Linked DNA regions of Mus musculus: regions 1 and 2 are each linked to region 3. A link is a contact called in public Hi-C and promoter capture Hi-C data. All regions are on one chromosome and are shown on one strand. Each heading gives the region's core, a stretch centred on a gene start, on an enhancer-like site or on the middle of the called end of the contact. The rest is flanking DNA. Distances are from core to core; before and after follow the strand shown. Region 1 holds the start of Cebpg (CCAAT/enhancer binding protein (C/EBP), gamma). Region 2 holds the start of Pepd (peptidase D). Region 3 holds the start of Gpatch1 (G patch domain containing 1).

Region 1 (3,000 bases), core at 171-2,670, 260 kb before region 3:
TCCTGTCATTATTTACAGTTTTTCAGGAACAGGGAAATGACCACAGGGATAGCTAGCTTATCATTACTACTACTCAAGTGGCCATAGATGAACAGACCTTAGAGCGCTTTGAAGGCTAGAAATGTGGCTCAGAGGTAGAGGGGCTTGCCTACCATACTCTGAATTCTTCTATGTACAATTTCTCAATAGAGAAAGACCTTATGGTGCTTTGTTTCAAATTCCCTCTGTGAGACAGGTCTGCACTCAATGATAATATATTCAAATAAGGATTCAAGTGGGTGGAAACTCAAGAGACACAACACCCAGCTGTTGTGCAACCCACAAAGGTTAAAACCTTTCTAAATTTGATACATCTTATGATGCAGTTTACAAAGAAACAAACAAAAAAGCAAGAAGGAGCAGAGCAAAACAAAGCATGCCAACCTTCTTAAGACCAGAAATACACAAGCCCACTTGGAAAGAGAAACAATTCTCACACCCGCATGCCCAACTTCCCCACCTGGATACCTCCGCTGGCTCTTTTCCCGAGCTCCCTCCAGGCGAGCTAAGGAAAGGCTTCATGGCTTGACCTTCTGCGTCTGGTGCGCGATCATCTAGGATGTCCTCCCCCTCCCAGTGAACTGCAGGACACACGACCGCGTCCAAAAAAACAAACGAAATCTCCCTCTTGCAACGTTACGTGTGTAAAAACTCGAGTGCCTTCCCTAGATGACCACTAGGTTATTAACTCCAAATAGGACCCGGGCCATCCCCCCCAGACCGAGCCGTTTGGGAAGCCGACAGGAAGAGAGTCCTAGGTGGCTCCAAAGTAAGATTCGGTCCACCTTCTATTCTAGGAACACCCTCCATCCCTAGGGGCCAATGCGCGCCAGGCTTGTCACGCTGCACGTCGCCGAGGGGCAGGTTCTGGAGGGACCACCTGGTACTCCATCCCTTCCCCGACTGTGGTGAGGGGGCGCCCGGGGGAGCGCGGGGGTCGGCGCCAAGCGCGGCGGCGCTGGGCCGTGGCCAGGGATGAGCTCAGCCCCGCCGGGTGTTGCCCGCAGGTTGCATCAGACGCCGCTCCGGGCCCCCGCCCGCGCCGCCAAGCCGCCAGGAGCCTTCCGGGCCAACCTGCCGAATCGGGCAGGGCCGGGTCTCCTCCGGCCGGGTCGGCGCCTACGCGAGCGGCGGGCTCGGCCGCGGCCTCCTCCCCCAACCCCTCCGAGCTACAACCCGCGGCCTCCTTACCTGCGCCTCCGGCCGGCCCGCCCGCCCCCAGACGGCCTCCACTCCGAGCGGCCCCGCGCGGCGCGGCCCGACCCGACCCGACCCAGGCCTCGCAGCCCGCGAGTCGGCGAGGAGGAGCGACGGTTACGAAACCGGCAACCTCCGCCCGTTCCGCCACCGCGGCCACCGGTTTTCCCCGCCTCTTCGGGTCCGCGCGCTGCCGCCGCCGCCGTGACCAATAGAAGCGCTGCTTGGAGAACGACGCGCTCGCCTCTAGAGATGGGCAGCTCCACCAGCCAATCACAGGCCGTGTGCCGGCGAGAGGCGGGCGCGCGGCGGAACGGGCGTGGTGGGCGTGGCAGCACCGGCGCTGGCTGGAGGCGCGCTCGGTGGTTTCCCCCTTAGGCTGTCGGTGGTGGCAGGCGGTGGCCCTGAGCCTTGGGAGTGACCCATGGCAAGCAAAGTTCTATCAGAGTTACGAGGGCCTCACCTGCCTTAGGGAAAAGACATTTCCTCAGGTGGATTTTTGAGTTAGGGTGGGTTTTTTGTTTGTTTAGGCCTCACGGCCCTGAGGCATCTGCACATTTATTTTGATAAAAGCACGTTAAGGAAAAACTGTCCAGTGCTAGGGTTAGCACTTGTCAGACGCTTGACAACAGCAGACTGTGGCTGCCGAACAAATCACGATTTCCAAAGTGTGCTCACCTCCGGAGAGCAGATGATGGATATGAGGTGCTCTCTTAAAAGTGACAAGTGGTCCAGCCTGGGTCTCCCGGGAACAGTTCACAAGAGAATCAAAAAGCGGGTTTTTTTGTTGTTTTGTTTTGTTTTGTGTTGCTTTTTGTTTTTGTGTTTTGAAAAACAGGAAGCAGCGCTGGGTGGAAGGCAGAGCCTGCCCGAAAGGTTTGATTGCTTCCTCTTTAGCAATGCTTATCATTCAAAACTCTCTGGCTTTCAGAAGGGAAATGTTTCTTCATCGCCAAGGCCAGGAGAGCAGCTCTCCACATAAGACTTCGAGGAATCCCTGAGAGATGAAAATACCTGAAAAAAAAAAAGTCAACCACAGAGAATGACCCCTGATAACCCCATGCACACTTGGGGAGCTAATGTCTCAAAACCAGTCAGTATGTTTCTTTAGGTTTGGATCGCTGTGTTAAGAGCCATTTTTTTCCCAAGACTTAGCACTATGAAAGGTGAACCGTGCTTTGTTTCTCACAAAGACCACGATTTTACCCCTAATGTTTTCTAGTCATATAAAAACTATCGAAAATAAAAACATCCTTGCATGTCATATGTATATTGAGTTAGCCTCTTTTTTGCCAGCCGCTCTGCCAGCTGCATTCTGTGTTGTGTCTAGGCAAGCCTTCCACAGCCAGCAGTCAATGCCCAGGAGTCTTGAGATTTCCTCTTTAGCTGATATCCTGTAATTCTTTTCCTGATTACAAGAACGGTATGTGCTAAAGTGTGGACTAAGAGTCAGCAATGGAAGAAGACAAACACACTGTCCCTGCCCACAGGGAGCTTACTCTGAGAACTACAGAGACATGATTCAAGCCCCATTTTCATAGACACTTAAGGAAAGAAGTCCAAGATGCTAGGAGATATTGTAAGAAGGGGACCAGACCTGATCTAATGTGTCAGAGAAGGCTTAAAAGATGAGGCGGGTTTGGCTTTGCTTAGAGGCCCTGTGATGGCCGGAACATAAGGCTGAGGCAAGGTAAAGTAGGGCTGACCAAGAGAGACCAACAGTGATTTTGATGGAGGGTAGGGCATTGAACCCAGGGTGTGCAC
Region 2 (3,045 bases), core at 16-2,515, 410 kb before region 3:
GTTTAATTTTGACATATTTTATGTCAAAAGAAGTGGGGCTGTGATTAGCTGGGGGCAGGCTTTCCTACTACAAACCTGCTCCTCCTCTGCTATTTTTAAAAAGGCGTCCCTTATTAGGGAGTCGAGACTCTTTAGCTGAAGATGGAGCTAATGCACTCTGTGTGTGTGTGTGTGTCCAAGTTCTCAAGAGTCTGTGTGAGGTCAGGCATGTTGCTTACCCTTCTGGACCTTAGTCTCCTCCTCTGTAAGATGGTGCTAAGACAGCACCTGCCTTCCTCATGGGGCTTTTGTGAGACCACTGTGAGCAGTGGTGCTAACATCTGCAAAGCACTTGAACCAGTGTCTTTAAGTGCTGAGAGTAAGGAGGGCAGTGCCTGCCTTCTGATGCTCATTTCTCTGTAGGACTCTCCTCTATCACCAGGGCTCAGCTCTGCTATTCCCCACCTCATCCTCCCCTCCCCTGCTCTGCCCCTGCCCCTGCTTCTCTTTCTTCAGCTCCTCCATCTTGCACTTGAGGAGGTTTGGACTAGAGCCTATTAGATTTAACTCTCCAACTTATATACAAGACCCTGAAGGCCTTGCTTATCTCTCAGCCAGAGACTTTCTCCCCAGACTCCCTTTCCTGAATGCTGGAGGCTTCTATTACTCCAGTTGTCCCAGCTCTCCATCATCTTTGGCCCTCCTCCCCATGGTTTCTTTTTTCTTTTTTCTTTACCATATGAATAAATATTTATTTATTTATTTTTTAAAATTAAAAAATTTTTATTAGATATTTTCTTCATTTACATTTCAAATGCTATCCCAAGAGTCCTCTATGCGCCCCCCCCCCCCGCTCCCCTACCAACCCACTCCCACTTCTTGGCCCTGGCGTTCTCCTGTACTGGGGCATATAAAGTTTGCAAGACCAAGGGGCCTCTATTCCCAATGATACAGAAGTGGATCCCCATGGTTTCTTTATTCTTGTATGTTCTTCTCGCGGGTGGGCGGCAACATACACACAAGGTCAGGGGCTAACCTAGAATCAATTGATCTCCTGTCTCAGGACACTTCTTCCCAAGAGGGAAAGCCTTCTGGGTTGCTGCTCAAGTTCCTTCTAGTTTCTTGTGGGAATCTGAGATGCTTAATCAGCTGCAGGACTCCTCCACTTAAGGGTGTGAAGTCCGGAGCTGGAGTGGGAGGGACTGAAGCCACCACGCCCATTAAAAATCCCGCCCTGGCCCCGCCCCGTCCTCCTCAGAGGAACCCTAGCTGGTTCAGCTGACGCTGCACTCCACGTGACGCTAGCGCCGAGTGAACATGGCGTCCACTGTGCGGTGAGTGCTGAGCTTGTCCCTTGCCCTGCCTGCGGCCCGCGTAGAGGTGGCCTGCCTCGGTATTCCTAGCTGAACAGTGGGTGACAGCCTCCGAGCTCTGACTGGAGTTGCTCTGTGGCCGCGGGCTGCGGGCTGCGCGCTTCTTCTCTGGGGCACCGGAACCGAGAGCCGGGCTGGGCGAGTGGTACCTGCAGAGCCCCTGCATGCTTGCGGCTGCCCACTGGCCCTCGTGGGGCGGGGGAGGGTGGCTTCCCTGGAGTCCCGAGTGTGGCAGCCTCACCGTAAGTGGCCGAAGTGGGAGCTTCACAAATCTGTTCACTGCCACGCCCCTCCGATGAGGTGGCCAGCCTGGTCTGGGCGCCAGGTTCCCAGGCGCTTCCTCAAAAGTGAGGGAAAGTGTGAGTAGTATTTGGAGTGGCCGTGGAATATCCGTTAATCAGGCCAGCACTTTCCTGATTCTTTCCTGGCCCAAACGTCAGCTCCTCTGAGACACCTTCCCTTAATTATCTGATCAATTCTATACTGCCTGACTTTCTGTATGTCAGTTGTCTCCTCACTAGCTCCGATGCAGGCTCCATGCAGGCCTCAGTAGCCCAGTGTATTGCTCCGCTTAGACTTGCCATAATTCTGTATGATTAAAGGGTCAGTGGTTCGGCTGGGAGGAAGTTTGGACAGATGGGCTCTATTCAGTGTCACGGAAGGACAGCTGATCAAAGGTTAAGAGATAAAGACTGAGAGAGTAGGGTACATCCCTGAACTAGTAGGTTTGGTGCTAGTGACTTCTCCAGACTTTGTCCTGGGGGAGCAAGAAGGATTGTCATCTGGAATCTGCTTTTTAAGAATTTTAGACAGGGTCTCACTATGTAGCGCATGCTGGCCTTGGGACTCAGATTCTTCCTGCTTTGCCCTTCAGAGTGCTGACAATCCAGGCACGATGGCACTACACCCTGCTTGAGATCTGTTATGTTTTGCTTTGCTTTGTTTGAAGACAGGGTTCCTCTGTGTAGCCCTGGCTGTCCTGGAAGTCACTCTGTAGATCAGGCTGGCCTCGAATTTGGAGATCCACCTGCCTCTGCCTCCCAAGTGCTGGGATTAAAGGGGTGTGTCACTACTACTTGGCTTTTTTTTTTTTTTTTAGGTATTTTCCTCATTTACCACTTGGCTTCTTAAAGAGTTCCCCCCCCCCAACCCCCACCCCCGATAGCATGAGCTGTGGTTTCAGCGGAAGAGGGTGTGGACCTGGTGGTAGGGGATGTTAGGAAGGGTAGGGGTAGAAGAGTGCAGTTCTCCACAGACTGAGTTCAGAACTGAGGCGAGTATGGTAAAAACTAGTGGAGCAAATGCATCTCTCCATATACAACGAGGGCAGTGGAAACAGTGCCATCTTAGTTAGCTTCCAAGGTTGGAAGAGCTTGGGACATAGCAATCATGTAGTGACTACCAGCGGTTTTCTAGGAACAACACTGGGCCATGAAAGCTAATGGACAGGTGGGATCTGTCATCGAACTCTGTGCCATCTAACTCTGTCATCTAACTCTGATCTTGGTCTGTGCCAATACGAGGCATGCGTTTTAGGATCATGGGATGATCTTTGCACTCGGTGATCTTTGGGTGAACTTGGAACACTGAGACACACTTAAGTTGGAGCGTCCTGATAGGTCTCCAGGAGGCCAGGACCAGAACTGTGAACCCAGCCTTTGCCCCTCCGTTAAGAAGCACAGTGAGCAGTAAG
Region 3 (2,760 bases), core at 211-2,710:
ATAAAAATAAAATAAATTTTAAAAAGGCAGTAAGAGCTAAATACCTAATAAAAAATGGAACAAAACAAAACAAAAAAAAAAAAAAGGCAGTAAGAGTCTCAGTGAAAATGTCTCAGAGGTATAGCCAACAGGTCAGGATGGGAAGCAGGAGGCGGCAGTGGGGGGAAGCCTCACCAACAAAAGTCTACAGGTAACTTCTGGTCCACCACTGTGACTCCTCTATCTTCCCCACAATGTTAGCACTCCCATCAGCGGTATGGACACCCAGTAGATAAACCTAGTCATTAAGTGAAACAGACCGGAAACGCCACAGAGCCTTGCTTCATCTTACCTTCACCCCTGTATTTCTGTATTTCACGAGCAACTCCAGTCAACACCGGTCAAGTCTGCTCCATGCAAAACCTACTCAACAGCTGTTGCTGCTAACTCTCCAGTCCACACAACCACAGTCTCCCTGCTTCATTCCTGCCCACCCCCCAAGGAAACTACTCTCAAAATTAAAGCAAACATAATGTTAAAACATGCATCCTGCCAGGCATGGCACTACACACCTTTAACACCAGCACCTGAGAGGCAGAGGCTGCTAAAATACTGTGAGTCCAGCCAAGTGGAGCTAGCAAGGCCCTGTTCCCCCCCCCCCAAAAAAAAAGTAAAAGGGAAGAAATGCATTTCTCTTTGTGTAAACTGAACCAATACCCGTAGTATAAGAGCCAAACTCCTGGCTGGGTGTGACGGCACACAGCTGCAAACCAAGCACATGTTACACAAGAATAGGAGGATCAAGAGTTCAAGTCCAGTCTGGGCTATAAAGTGGGGTTTGATGTCAGCATGGGTTACATGAGACCCTGTCAGAAAAAGGAAAGATTCCAATTCTTGGGGTTGGATATGTAGCTCAGTTGTAACACACTAGCCTAGAATGCACGAGGTTCCCTCCTCAGGGACACACACACTCCAGATTCCTTACCATGGCAAGGGCCACCCACACGAATCCTGACTATCCCTAGACTGCTAAGCTGTCTGCCACTTTAAGGGATTTCCTATCTCAAGTGTTTCTCCCCAGATTTTCCAGGTCTGGTTTCTTTTACTTTCAAGGACGGGTGCAAACGTTGCCTCGGGACAAGAGACTGACTGACCGCCCTCCATCATACCCATGTTGCCTAGTCATTCCTGCATCTCCCAGCCCTCCGCGTCCTTCTCTGCCCCCCGAGAACGCGGCGCCCAAGTGCAGTGCACAAGCCTCTCCAGCGTGTTCCCTGTGCCCACAGCGAGCGAGCCCAGACCCAGGACGAGATGTCGCTGTCGCCCACGTGCTGGACTCTCAGCCTGCGCCCTTCAGACACCGCCGGCCATCGGACCCGCACCTTCGTCCAGAGGCTCCAGGCCCGTTCCATAGCTGATCAGATCCTCGTCGCTGTCACTGTCCAGCGCCGCCATCCTGCTCCTTCCGGGCTCCGCCCCCTCGCTACGGGAGCCTCTATAGGCCAAAAACATTCAGTTTCGCTTCTGTGAACTGGAGCATTCTATAAAGACTTGTTTGAGGGGGAAATGTCACCTCCTCCTCGCAAATCATAGTCCTATGCAAGTCCGACTGCAGATAAGATTTGTATCTGTGCCGGGAAGTGATAGCGCACGCCTTTAATCCTAACAGTCAGGAGGCAGAGGCAGGAGAATCTCTGAGTTCGAGGCCAGCTTGGTCTACAAAGAAAGTTTCAGGACAATGAAAGCTACACAAAAAAACCCTGTCTCGTCTCGAGAAAAAAAAAAAAAGAAGAAGAAGAAAACGAAAACAAACAAACAACAAAAACAATATTGGTCTCTGTACACCCCATCCTGGCTCTGCCATGCGCCTGAGTACTGGAAGGACACAGCGATAAGATGCTGGAAACCAAATATTCGGACGCAGGGCAGAGTCTCTGTAATTCCGTACAGCCAGTCCTGCGACTGGCTCCTTCGCCCCTGCTTAATTGCCTCAGCCAGCAATAAGTGCCAACCCGATCTTCCACCGGTCCCAACCAGCTTCCGGAAAAGTGCTTGCCCAGTGGCCACTGTCTGGCCCTCTACACCGGAAATGGGAAGGAACCAACAGGCAGATGTGTCTTTAGTGCACATCGTATGAATCGGGCCACACACACACTCACACACAATATACTTGTCATCTTTATATTTGCAAAAGTGAGGCCCCCTCCTAGACTTTTGGAAGGATTTGCCGACCCTGAGAATATCAGAACCCTGCACGCTAAGGAAATTGGTGAAAGACAAGAAACAAGATATCAAGCATGGATAGAGAGCTGGACATCAGCCTAAACTACACAATGAGACACTATAATAAATAATCAAATAATTAGAAAAGAGAGAGAGAAGCAGACCAAGTGGGCTAAGAATGAGAGGTCCTTCAGAAAATCTAAGGTACAGACATCTGCCAATGGGCGCTGTTATCTCACTTCACAAGCTTGGCCAAGACGTGGGGGGGCGGGGGGGGGTGTGATTCAGCCTGGCTTGGTGACTCACACTTTTAATCTCAGCACTCAAGAGGCAGAGGCAGAGGCAGAGGCAGAGGCAGAGGCAGAGGCAGAGGCAGAGGCAGAGGCAGAGGCAGAGGCAGAGGCAGAGGCAGAGGCAGAGGCAGAGGAGGCAGAGGAGGCAGAGGCAGAGACAGAGGAGGCAGAGGAGGCAGAGGAGGCAGAGGCAGGGGGATTTCTATGAGTTTAATGTCAGCCTAGTTGTCTAAGTGAGTCCAGGGCTGCCAGGCCTCTGTTACAT

The links. Promoter capture Hi-C pulls out the DNA fragments that hold promoters and counts their contacts. Hi-C and Micro-C count contacts between places; a contact is called where the count stands out from the background.
Region 1: a contact with region 3 is called in a promoter capture Hi-C map of pre-B cells, with 4 times the contacts expected there. The contact joins the promoter of Cebpg here to the promoter of Gpatch1 in region 3. A contact is called at or near these places in 4 of 39 promoter capture datasets (the C10 cell line, the HPC-7 cell line, liver and 1 more), 2 of 484 Hi-C or Micro-C datasets (CD4 T cells and regulatory T cells), 2 of 115 datasets of contacts at active chromatin or transcription factors (extraembryonic endoderm stem cells and memory CD8 T cells) and 1 of 9 other capture datasets (liver).
Region 2: a Hi-C map of CD8 T cells shows a contact between it and region 3, with 4 times the contacts expected there. The contact joins the promoter of Pepd here to the promoter of Gpatch1 in region 3. A contact is called at or near these places in 2 of 39 promoter capture datasets (embryonic stem cells and liver), 1 of 15 datasets of contacts at CTCF or cohesin (the NIH/3T3 cell line), 2 of 484 Hi-C or Micro-C datasets (CD4 T cells and CD8 T cells) and 2 of 9 other capture datasets (adipose tissue and liver).

What each region holds. Positions count from the first base shown.
Region 1 is chr7:35,055,146-35,058,145 of GRCm38.p6, forward strand. It overlaps Cebpg (CCAAT/enhancer binding protein (C/EBP), gamma), which reads right to left and starts at 1,421. Exons shown (of 2, transcript NM_009884.3): 1 at 1,231-1,421. Gm45095 (serine/arginine repetitive matrix protein 1-like) reads left to right here and starts at 338. Exons shown (of 2, transcript XM_030243153.1): 1 at 338-947; 2 at 1,047-2,500. The coding sequence starts at 862. The coding sequence ends at 1,614.
Region 2 is chr7:34,911,142-34,914,186 of GRCm38.p6, forward strand. It overlaps Pepd (peptidase D), which reads left to right and starts at 1,266. Exons shown (of 15, transcript NM_008820.2): 1 at 1,266-1,313. The coding sequence starts at 1,297.
Region 3 is chr7:35,316,980-35,319,739 of GRCm38.p6, forward strand. It overlaps Gpatch1 (G patch domain containing 1), which reads right to left and starts at 1,461. Exons shown (of 20, transcript NM_026181.1): 1 at 1,362-1,461. The coding sequence starts at 1,434.